Regions from separate parts of the Columba livia genome. Here region 2 is linked to region 1. A link is a contact called in public Hi-C data. All regions are on one chromosome and are shown on one strand. The core of a region is the stretch at or near the end of the contact, and the rest is flanking DNA. Distances in the headings are between cores, read along the strand shown.

Evidence for each region. A called contact is a pair of places that touch in the nucleus more often than the background predicts.
Region 2: a contact with region 1 is called in a Hi-C map of crop, with 9 times the contacts expected there. The contact joins the enhancer-like site here to the promoter of C1H21orf91 in region 1. A contact is called at or near these places in 2 of 2 Hi-C or Micro-C datasets (crop and liver).

Annotation. Positions count from the first base shown.
Region 1 is chr1:77,833,690-77,839,311 of bColLiv1.pat.W.v2, reverse strand. It overlaps C1H21orf91 (chromosome 1 C21orf91 homolog), which reads right to left and starts at 2,509. Exons shown (of 5, transcript XM_021299562.2): 1 at 2,230-2,509.
Region 2 is chr1:77,890,742-77,896,339 of bColLiv1.pat.W.v2, reverse strand. No RefSeq gene overlaps it. Among named protein-coding and RNA genes, the nearest start is that of CXADR, 54 kb to the left of the region's middle. Within about 2 kb of position 1,824, at least 1 of the 3 cell types and tissues checked has an H3K27ac peak away from gene starts, as active enhancers do.

The DNA.
Region 1 (5,622 bases), core at 1,260-3,759:
ATTAGGAAATCTGAAACTACATTTTGGTAAAAATGCTAAAGAAAAGAATATCCTTTGAAGTGCAGCTGAATGCCCCAATTACTGTAATTTTTGTAATTACTTTTTTCTCTTTTGAAATTGAAGCAGATTAATTGCAATTTCCTCCCACTGAAACAGTGGGAAGAGAAAAAGTTCTTATTGAGGATAAACTCTCTTTACACAACCGCAGCATGATCCCATAGCCCAAAAGTCTAAGGGCAGGATTTTGCTCCAGCCCTGGAAATAGCATTGAAAGTGTTTGTAATATTATGCCTTTGCAGAAATGAAATTCACTTATCAGATCGTTTAGGTCTTAGTGCACATGAGAAGCCTTCTGCAAGACTGTAGATGTAGTCCATGATCTCATACAAGGACAGGATAATGAGCCCTATCTACCCAATGAGTTCAACAGTAGCAGGCCTAGGCCCAGAGTCCCTCAGCAGAGAGAGATATTAAATTGATTTCTATACTTATATCAAATAGCCTCATTTGATTCCAGTGGGGATAATTTTTCATTCAAGCAAAGATCTTGTCTTGAATGCAAATGTTCCTTCATAGGCATTCAATTCATGAAAGCGCAACGATGCATACATGGACTTCATTAGTTTGTTTATTACTAATCATCTAGAAGAAGATAAGTGAATTTGTTTTCACTTGTTCTGATGCAAGGATTTCACCATTGCTAAAAAGATACAAATGCAAACAGAGTGTGATCCAAACCAATCACAGAATTCTGTTCTACTGTATAGTACATTTGTAGCATTAATGATTTTATGGTTGAACATTGTTCATTTGCTGTTTATGTAACTAAATGACATTTCAGCCATCGAGGCACATGATTTCTGCACTGTGAGTTACCACCCAGTGATATACTGCAGCTAATGGTAATCAGTCTGGAGATAAATGCAAGACCTGTAAAAAGTATTAACTATTGTATACATAAGAGCTTAAGTAAAGTGTTTTCTCTCCAATATTAGATCTTGTAAGAGGGGATATGTTACAGCATCCAGGAATGACCAAGAGCTGTGGCAAACCTAGGTGCTGAGAGAGACCTGTCTGTGCTGGGAGAGCTCGTGAGTCTGGGATTTTGGCCTTTCCTTTTCTAGACATATGAATCCATCTAATAAAACCTGACTTCTTTGTGTTATTGTTGTCATTATTGTTATTATTGTTATTACTACTACTTCAAGCAAGTTTAAAGCTAGAAACATAAAAGGTCGTCTGGGTATACAACACTTTGTAGTGCAACATGTAACCTTGAGGACACCTGGTCTCTCCCAGAAAAATCACAGTACTGACCTGATAGTCTAGGCTTCCTCTGTGATGCGTGAGAAGAATTAGATACTCAAGATGATACTGATGTGTGCAGAGCAGGAAACAGCCACAGGACACACTGATAAATAATTGGGTTTGCTCTTAAACAACTTATTCTGTATTTTACAAGTCTGATTCTTCCTCTTCAAGGACTCTCAGAGTCTCTCCTTTATGAGAAGACTATTATATAACATGCATATAAGGAGACAGATACAGTAACTTTCTTTTATCTAGTAGCACAGTATTTAAAATTCTCACTGAGATAACAAAAAACTAGGATAATTTTCTTCCTGTGCCTGAGAGGTTGTAAATCTGCATGTCTCACCTCTTGCAAACAGTCTAACAATCAGACCAATTCAGAAGGGAGGACCCTTACTGCCTCTCCTTGAAAAGGCTTCAATTTGCAAGAAATTATAACAAATTAATTTGTCCCAATAGAAGAGGACAGTTTGGGATCAGAACACTTCCCTGTATGTAAGAAAAGACCTGGGTTTCTGTCCTTCAACATCTTACGTGATACCAGTTTTATATAAACTATATAAACTGTAATTGAAACAGTGCCTGAAATTGATGTCGTAGGTATGCTGTGTAATCGTTACTTTGCATTTAGCTGTACAGCTGAGGGAAGGAGTGAAAAGTCAACTCACTGGCTCATAATTAGTCTGGGATGCTGTCAACGGTTAATTGCAGGGTGACAATAAACCCTGGCAGACCTCTCTGTCAACCCCTTTCCCCCTCCTCCCCGCCCCACCTCCCCCACCCCAGACCTCCCACCAAGGAAAAGGCGATAGGAGGAGAAGAGAGAGAGAGAGAGACTTGCCAGTTGGGAAAAAGTTAAGAAAATGCTTTACTAATGCTACTAATAAAAAAAATAAAATAATACAAAATATACAAAACCTATTTAGAGTTTCCCGGCTCTGCACTTCTCCAGCAGCTGCAGGGCAGGCACACGGAAGTCCTGGTCTGGACTTTGCAGCGAGCCGGAACTGGATTCAGGATTCACTGGAACCAGAACTCGATTCGCAGGGACGACAGGCAGGGTCCTCTTCAGATGCTGGTCAAAGAGAGTGAGACCCTCTTGACTTCCCAATTTTATAAGGTGTATGACGTGGATGGGTTGAAATACTCAATCGGTCAATTTTAGTCACATGTACAGTTCGCCCCTCCTTGCAAATACGCCCCTCTCACTTACGGGATGGGATGTACATTCTTACCAGTGACCTTGCATACCATTGCTTCTGTTCACAAAAACATGTAGCCAACTTCAGAAAAGTGCAGTTACTTGAAAGAACTTAGCTGAGAGGAAAATTCACTAAAAGAGAAACTGCTCCTGTTTTTAACAACATCAGGAGAGGTGTCTGTTTGCATAGTGCTGTCAAAACTTAGGCAGCTGCAGGCACAGGTATGGTTTAGGCATCTTGAAACTAGGTATCCTGATGCTTCAAAGGCTATTGAGTGGAGAATGTAAATTTTATTTGTAAGTAATATTTCACTTAGGTACCAATATACCTATTTATTTCACTTAGGTACCAATATACCTATTTGCATAATCTCTTGAACCACAGTTGATGTTCCACTTTCTTCTGTGTCTTCACACCCCAAGTGTGAAATCATGGCTCTGCTGAAATGCAAAATTTCCTTGGTTTTAACAGGGCTGAGAATCTACCTCTAAAGCAGAAAGAATGAAGATTGGAGAGTAAGAAAGAATGACCATCAGTTTAAGGAGCAAGAATAAAAGCATCAGTGAAGATAGATTAGGCTGTTCCTTTTCTTCTTTCAGATCAGCTAAATGATGAAATTTATCCCCCTCTGTAAGTTAGCTCTGTGCATAGACCAATAGGCTTCATGATTTCTGCTTAAGTCATCCCAAGTAGTCTGCTGACTTCTACTCGTGTCAGTACCCAAACAAAAGCAGCAAATAAAATATTAAAAATAAAACAATATTGAGAAATGCAGCAGGCTTGATCAAGACTCATCTGAGCTTTACACTATACAGCAAACAGAAAAGGGTGAACAAAGGCATACTATATAATAAAGGATGGCACATAGGATATATAAAAGATATAGATACTTCCCCTCCCCTAAAACAAAACATTATAGTTTAAAACTAACAACCTGAATACTCACACACAGACATACACATATAGAGTTGCTTTGTGGAACTCTTTCCCATAAGATACAATGATGTTCAGGTGCTTACACAACTTAATTAAAAGCAAGAGAACAAAACAGAAGATTTTTTTTATAAGAACAAGTAAGAGATCCACAAGTTACATCAAAGGAGATTAAAAGAAGAAGCAAACCTCAAACTCCTTCTGTATGTGGGACATACAGACTCCTACACAAATAGTCACTCATACACAAATAGTCTCTAAATGCCTGAAGGTCAGAAGAAGCCCTTGCTGGAGAAGTTACTGATAACTGTCCACTACAGAGACACTTCTGAAGCTTCCAGTGCCAGGCAGTGTGGGGGAACAGGCTGCTGGACCAGACAGACCCCGTGTTTGATGTGTTATGGCAGCTTCTGCACACTTGGAGCTAAGGTCTGACACCATGGTATGAAAGGCCCATGGGACTTTGGTTGGCTATTTTGACAAAAGTACAGCTTTTAGATATGTCAGAGTGTGCACTTGAGAGCTGTACAAACAAAGTTTGACATCCTTGAGGGCTCATTAAAAGGGCTCAGTACTTTTTCAAGTTAAGCTTTTTGTATTTTCCACTGACAATGCAGCTTCAAATGCTGCTGTCGAAACTGAAAAATATCAATCCAAGTGTAACAAATATGTGCTCTCTCATTGCTTGGCAGCAATTGGGGGATCCAGGCTAAATCATTACCATCAGAGAAGAAAACAGTTTAACATGTCTATGCTGCTTTTCTTCCAGTGCACAGGCAAACTTCTTAATGGTCATGTTACATATTTGCTTGGGTATAGGATACTAGAAAGAAGAAATCTATTAATACAAGGTGACTGAACCCATAGGTGAATAAGGTATATGTTCGGACGTAAAATGTCCGATAATGATTGCCAGAGTTAAATTTATGTGTTGGCATCTACAAAATTAATTACAAGCAATGTTCATGTTCCTCAGAAATAAATTGTGTCACTTCAGTGCCTGTATGTCAATTCAGTATAAAGAGCAAGGGAAACTGTGATAATGGCACTGCATACCACAGCTTTTTTGACAAGTTTCTGAAGCCAAATCCTATTGTTGGGTTATTTAACAAAATTGATCCTGAATGCTACAAGGACAAGAACATGTTTTGCCATCAAAGGCAGATGTGCAATGAGGCAGAGTGAGGGACTGGCGTTACTTAAATGAAAACAAAGCATACAGCCACTGTATTGTCCTGTGGAATGGCTCCAGGCATCACATGTTAAGTAATTCACAGTGAGAAACTAACTACTTTAAAATGTCATTTTGTTTCAGAACCCTTCTACCAAGCCTGCAGTGTCAGCCCAAGCTAAAGGCCAAACCACAATTTTCTACTGTGAACAGAGAAGCTCATGAATAGATGGAAATGTTTTCCATATGTCGGAGTGCAAAAATGAGGAGGTGGTTCAAAGTGTAGCTGAAATATTAAGGGAGTAGATTAATATGAACATGCTTGGACACATAATATTTTGGAATGCATGCTGACGTCTCTGCCATGCTGACTACACTTCAGAATAGAGCTGGCGAGGGCTTTAAAACATGGTATGTGAAAGCAACATGAATCAGTACAGCTTGCGACTTTTCTGAAGCTCAGCAACTAAACAGAATCTCTGATTTTTACAGTGGTATAACAAACGCAGCTCAGTTTCCACACCTCTTCTTTGTGGGGTAGTCTTACTTCCATTGCAATTCACATAATATTTGTTTGGATAATATGGAAGATTATATAAGCCATAGCCCATTCTAACTTGTGTACTTATTGAAAGAATAAGTGATTTGATAGCACTCTTCACATATTTGTATTTTGGATTTTGGTTCTGAAAAGCCATCAGTGTCCCTTTAAGTGTATAATAAGTTACTTTGCCTCAGCTTACTGACAAAAATGGTAAGAAGGCTGAGCTGCTGCTTGACTGAGCTATAGCATGATATATCATTTCTGATTTACCAGAATTGGTAAAGCAAAAATACTTTCAATAAAAATGCCACATAAACCCGAAGTCATTACGTGCCAATAAAAATAGTACTGTAAGCCATTTGAACAGTCCCCTGCCAGTCTAATTTTCCTTAAAAACCATATATGTATAACTAAGGATGTTTTATAATCTCAAGTGGATTAAACCTTTTATCTCAGCATGC
Region 2 (5,598 bases), core at 575-3,074, 58 kb before region 1:
TGCTGAGCAATAGGCATGTTCAGGCCTGTAAAGAAACGCTTCTAAGTAACTGAAGCTGCCTCTGTACTCTTCCAGAAACCATCTAGGAATGCCTGACATAGGAGTTCCTCAGTGTCTTTTAAACACTTCCCACTGCAAACACCCAGTGTAGTCAGCACCTTGTTGTTTTGGTTTGTTTTGTTTTTTTTTTCCCTTTGTTAGAAACAGGTCAAACAGCATACTACATAGCCACCAAAGCAACACATGTTCTCTGAGCTAAACATATGACAAAAGTCCACACAATCTTACTGCACGTACATGTGAATATCCAAGAAGCCCTTGAAGAAAAAGAGCATGCTACAGGTTACGTGGATTATTCTGGCAGGTTGTATGAAGCCAACTTAATTAGAGGTTGTCTTTAATGCTGTATTCTGGAGTTTTATTTTGTGTGTGTGTGTCACTAAAGAAATAAGAACACTGACAGCCAACAACTTTTGTGAAGTCCTAAAAAAACTAAGCTATTAATTTTGGCTTGAGATTCATATAAAAAAATCCTCAAACTTCAGAGGTTACTCCTAGGAATGGGTGACTGTGCTCAAGTATCCTACTACAGGACCAGGCTCTAATTTGTTTTGCTTACTTGAAAAAAACATTGTGCCAGTATATGTATTCCAAAGTATTTTTCAAAAAATTATTTTAACAGAAATGGGCCTCCTGAATTCATTCTACCCTAATTTTCACCTCAGAGTGAGCTCTTTACTCCTGGGCATTGCATTAGCTGCTTGCTGTGAATCCTGTGATATTCCAGCCCTTGGCATCAACAAGGACAGACACATTGCTACACCACTTGAATGACCAGATATGTAATCAGACCTGATCATACCAAAAACTCATCAGCTGCAAGTGAGGCTTTACAGTTGTTACAATTGAAGACTGTGCTTTAGAGAAAGGGTGAAAAGTTGCCTTGAATAATACAGGATTTGACCTTTAGAACACCTTTGATAATACATGAAATTGTCTTCTTAGCCACTTTCATCTTTCACAGATAATGATAATGAAAGAAAGTTTTACTCCTGTCATCAGTCTGTCTTTGCAGTCTCCTGCAGTTTTTCTGATACTTTCACGGAGAGCTCAGCAAATGGGCAAAGCACAAGTTTTTCCTTCTGTCAAGCCACTGAATTTGCAGCTGAGAAAGCACATTCCCCGGTGGATCTCTTGGTAGGAAGATCTCCAGGATACCCTTGGACCTGTCAACATGTGGCTGTATTCAGGAGACTTGGGCACACAGCTCAAGGCAGGCAGGTGTTGATGTCTCCTGAGGACACCTGGGTGGAAGGGTGTGGAAAAAAAGCATTTTGAAACATCAGCAAACTGACTGTCTCGCTATGGCTGTGGAAGCATTTCAGTGCTTTTGCAGTTGCTTTTGCAGTTGCTCTACAACCTGCTTCTGTACACACAGTGTAAGGCCTGGTACTGGAGCAGGGTATTGCCAAGGGCACGGACCCTCTCTCTGCCCTGCAGTGCATGTTCTCAGGGCCAACCATGCGATGCTGCCCTTTGAAGCATCGACAGCTCAGCCATTTGTCAGAGAGGACAATGAATCAGCTCAGGGAAGTGATTTCTTTGAAAAATAAGCCAGCACCAACACACCAACTCATCCCCATGGCCTGCCTGACCTTGCTGGCCAAGGGCTGCAGGACCTAGGTGAGAAAACACCCTCCATTTGATAGTGGGGAAGAAAAGCCCTGAAAACAACAGGGTGGACATCCGTCCAATTACACTGTTATCCCCCAGTGTGCCTGATCTGTCTTGATTGATTTTAACACTTCTTTTCCCTGCAAGTAACTCCTCCGTCCTTTCCAACTGTACCTTTGCAGAGTTTATGAAGGGAAAGTGGCACACCAGACAAGCTGCTCTGCCCTGCTTTCATAAACACCAGTGCCAGGTTCAGAGTTTACGTTGGGTTTTTGAAGCAGAGGACTGCATAGTTACTTTACTTCCTCTTCTATTAGTGTTTTAGCCCAGGGCTGCCAATTGCAGCATGTTTCTTAGATCAAGGCATATCACGAGGTAAAAACTGTCTCCAAAGAGACAGAATAGAAGTGGCATGCAGTCTTGTGATATAAAATCGCTGACTCATATCAAAGGGAAAATAATGGGAATTTTTACAGCTAATTTCATGCAGCAGTTTTGGTGGCTATCATCAGATTCGATCTGCAGAGCGACACAGGCAGATTTGCCTCTCTAAGGCAGCAAAAAAGCCATCCTGTTATGGGTGACCAGGCACCACACTTGCTTATTGGTATTTTGTCCAGTGAGACTGTTTTCAACTATGGACAGTGAATGTAGTTGCCACTGGGTCTCAGCCAATTTTGAATTTACAAGAGCAAGGACCGTACTGCACAAAACACCTTCTGTTTGTGTTTTGGGCTCCACATTTTGTAAATAAGCCTGAAGAATGCTGCAGTCCATTTCAGAGACATTCTGGAAGGATTAATCTTCAAAAAAATCTGAGAAGTAGTGACTAGCGGCACTAGTGCATAGCACACAGCTGTGGAGGCTCTCAGACACAAGTAGATTAAGGTTTACAATTAAATTCAGTATTGCCACATTTTGTAGTTGAAGAAACAAGCACAGATAGGTTACTGGTAATGGATTTGCCTATTGCCATCCCAAAAAATCCAGTGGCATGGCTAGAAAGAGAGCTTATAGTCAAAGACAGTTTTGCAGCTTTGGCTCCAATGAGCGAAGGGATGATGCAAAGTAGTGTAACTGTGACAGGAGGTGACAGTGAAAACCCTGAGTACATCCCCAGCATCCTGGTAGACTGACAAAGGTCAGTAGTCATGAAGTGAGTGGCTTTATTACTTTGAAGAAGCTTTAGCCTGAGAGTCCAGTGATGTGCTCCCCAGTACAAGAGATGTAAAGTGAAGTGCAACAAAGGCAATTAAGGGACTGGATCATCTGTCCTTTGAGGAGAAGCTGAGACAGCTGGGACTGTCCAGCCTGGAGCAGAAAAAGCTCAAAGGGATCTGGTCCGCATGGATAAATCATTAGCTTGGAAAAGACCTGCAAGATGATTGAGTCCAACATTAACGTAACACTGCCGAGTTCCCCACAATATCTGATGGAGGAGCCAAGAAGAGAGAGCCAGGCTTTTGTCAGTGGTGCCCAGTGACAGGATGATGGGAGGCAATGGGCACAAAACTGAGACACAGGATATTTAATTTAATGTAAGAAAACACTTTTCTTCTGTAAGGGTGTTTAATTTCTGGAAGAGGACTCCCAGAGAGGCTGTGGAGTCTCCACCCCTGGAGATATTGAAAACACAGCTGGACGCATCCCTGAGCAGCCTGTTCTGGCTGACCCTGCTCTGGGCAGGGGTTGGACCCAGAGATCTCCTAAGGTGCCTTCCTGCCTCAGCCCATCTGTGATGGGGTGTGTGTGCATGTGAGAGGGCAACAGTGACAGTGAGGGTTGCCCAGTGGCCTACAGTCAGTGCCTGCTACTAATTTCCAGTTTACAATTTAATCCCTTTTTACTGGTCGAGCCTCAAGCCTGGCTTGGGAATTAGGGGCTCTGTTGCATCACCATGAATTTACCTTTCCCACAAGTGTAAGCAAAGATGTTAGTGTGATAAGTGATTCCGATCTTGTGTCTGAACATGATGCAAGAAGGAAATATGTTTTTTTTTTCCTATGTCAAAAACAGCAATAAGGCACTGTAGAAAACACAGCATGTACAACTAAGTTTGTAAAATTAAGTGCTCTAGTTTGCCATGACAGAGTTAAAGTTAGCAGCCCAATGTAGTTTGTCTGTTTGTGATTAGTCATGATGAGGCAGTCTTTGCTCAGATGCTCACATATGGGTTTTTTTCTGTACTTTCCTTCTCCTCCTCTTCATTCCCACAATAGATGGGACTCGCAAAACAAGCAACCAGGGATACTGTCTTTTAACCTTATTCAGCATTTGGCTGGTCTATGCACTCGTACTGAGAAACAACAGAGACTACTTGGGGGTCTGCAATGCACCAGCAGGCTCTGTTTTCCCTGACCAGCTTCCAGCCCCTTTTTGGGGTAAATCCTACCTGCAGCCCCCCTCAGTCCAGCTCTAACACACATCACCCTGGGCTGCTCAGGGGAAGGGTTTTACCAACATGTGCCTCTTGGTGCTTAATGCCCTCCCAGCACCAGCATGTGGCCTGGGGAAGCCGGACCTGCCTGTTGGGTCCTCTGGTCTGCAAGTGCTTCAGGGATGGAAATACAATGAGCTGAGGACAGCTTGGGGGGCTTTACCATAGCAAGAAGCAGCTGTTGGTTCCAGCCCATCTCCAGCACGGTCAGGTCCTTGCAGCCTCCTCAGCTTTGCTGGGCAACTGCTCACCTCAGCTGGCCTCTGACTCACATTCTTCAACATGAGCCAGGTAAATTTTGATTTTGTTTAACACCATTAATTATGGTTGTTGCTGTTTCTTTTGCAGGACAACTATGATGGGAACAGAATTCCCTCACCTTCCCTGTCAGTGGCCAATGTCCTGTGTGGGCAGAAGACCCCTTCTCCTTCCCAAACCCAGCGCTCATCTGGCCAGAGGTGCAGCTGGATCTGCACAGGCGCTTCCATGTGCCCCAGCTGAAACCCCACAGCACTCCTTGCTGACCCCACAGTCCTCCTTGCTGACCCCGCAGCACACCTCGCTAGGGCAGACAGGGCTCAGCCTGGCTGGGCAGCGCCCCAGCCCTGCTGGATGTGGTAACCTCGCAGGCAGCGGTCACAGCACAAGGGGTTTCTTGGAGGTGCACAGGTTGGTCAGCTTTGGGCAAAGCCCCTTGGAGGCAGGAGGAGGCATCCTTCCAGCAAACGCTTGGTGCCAGGGACGGTTTTGTGTCCTCCTGCCAATGCGCAAATGCACAGGAGCTTGTCAAAGCTATGGCTACCGGCATTTGGCGGTGAGAAAGGACAGCATTTGGGGCAGACACCTCCTGTGGGGGAGCGTGCACCAACAGGGCAATGTTTAGCAGCCAAACTAGGACCTGAGGCACTATGTTAAGTTCAGATGAGTCTGAAAACTGCAATGCTAGGCAATGCTATTTTTCTTGCTTATATCAGCTACATAAGATATATATATATTTTTTTTTTCAAAAGATAATACGCAGCTACAAAGAAGTTTTTAGAAAAGATTAGTCTTGCCCCAGTCACGCCTTAAAAAAGGACTGTGATCAGCAAACAAAACTGAAATGGTCACGAAGTGTTATAGAAAACGGCACTTTGTGCAGAAGAACTGATACACTGAAGTTGAAGGTTAATATAAATAATGTAAATGATGATTAAGCTGTGTGCTTTTAGCAGGGTGAAAAGCTGCATTTCACATTTTGTAGGTGATGTCTAGAATCTGCTCTTTGTTAACACCATGAATAACATCAAAGCTAAATTGACAAAGCCTCGAGGTGACCTTCAACATGGAGTAACACATCCCCACGGTGATTTTGGTAGCAGAGCCTCCACATGTCTTGTGGAAGAATGATGCTGAACTGGTCACTCCGCTGTCACTACTGAAACAATTTTAAAGTGCCTTGGCCAGACAAAACAACAAATATACTTGTGATTGAGATTTGCAGACAT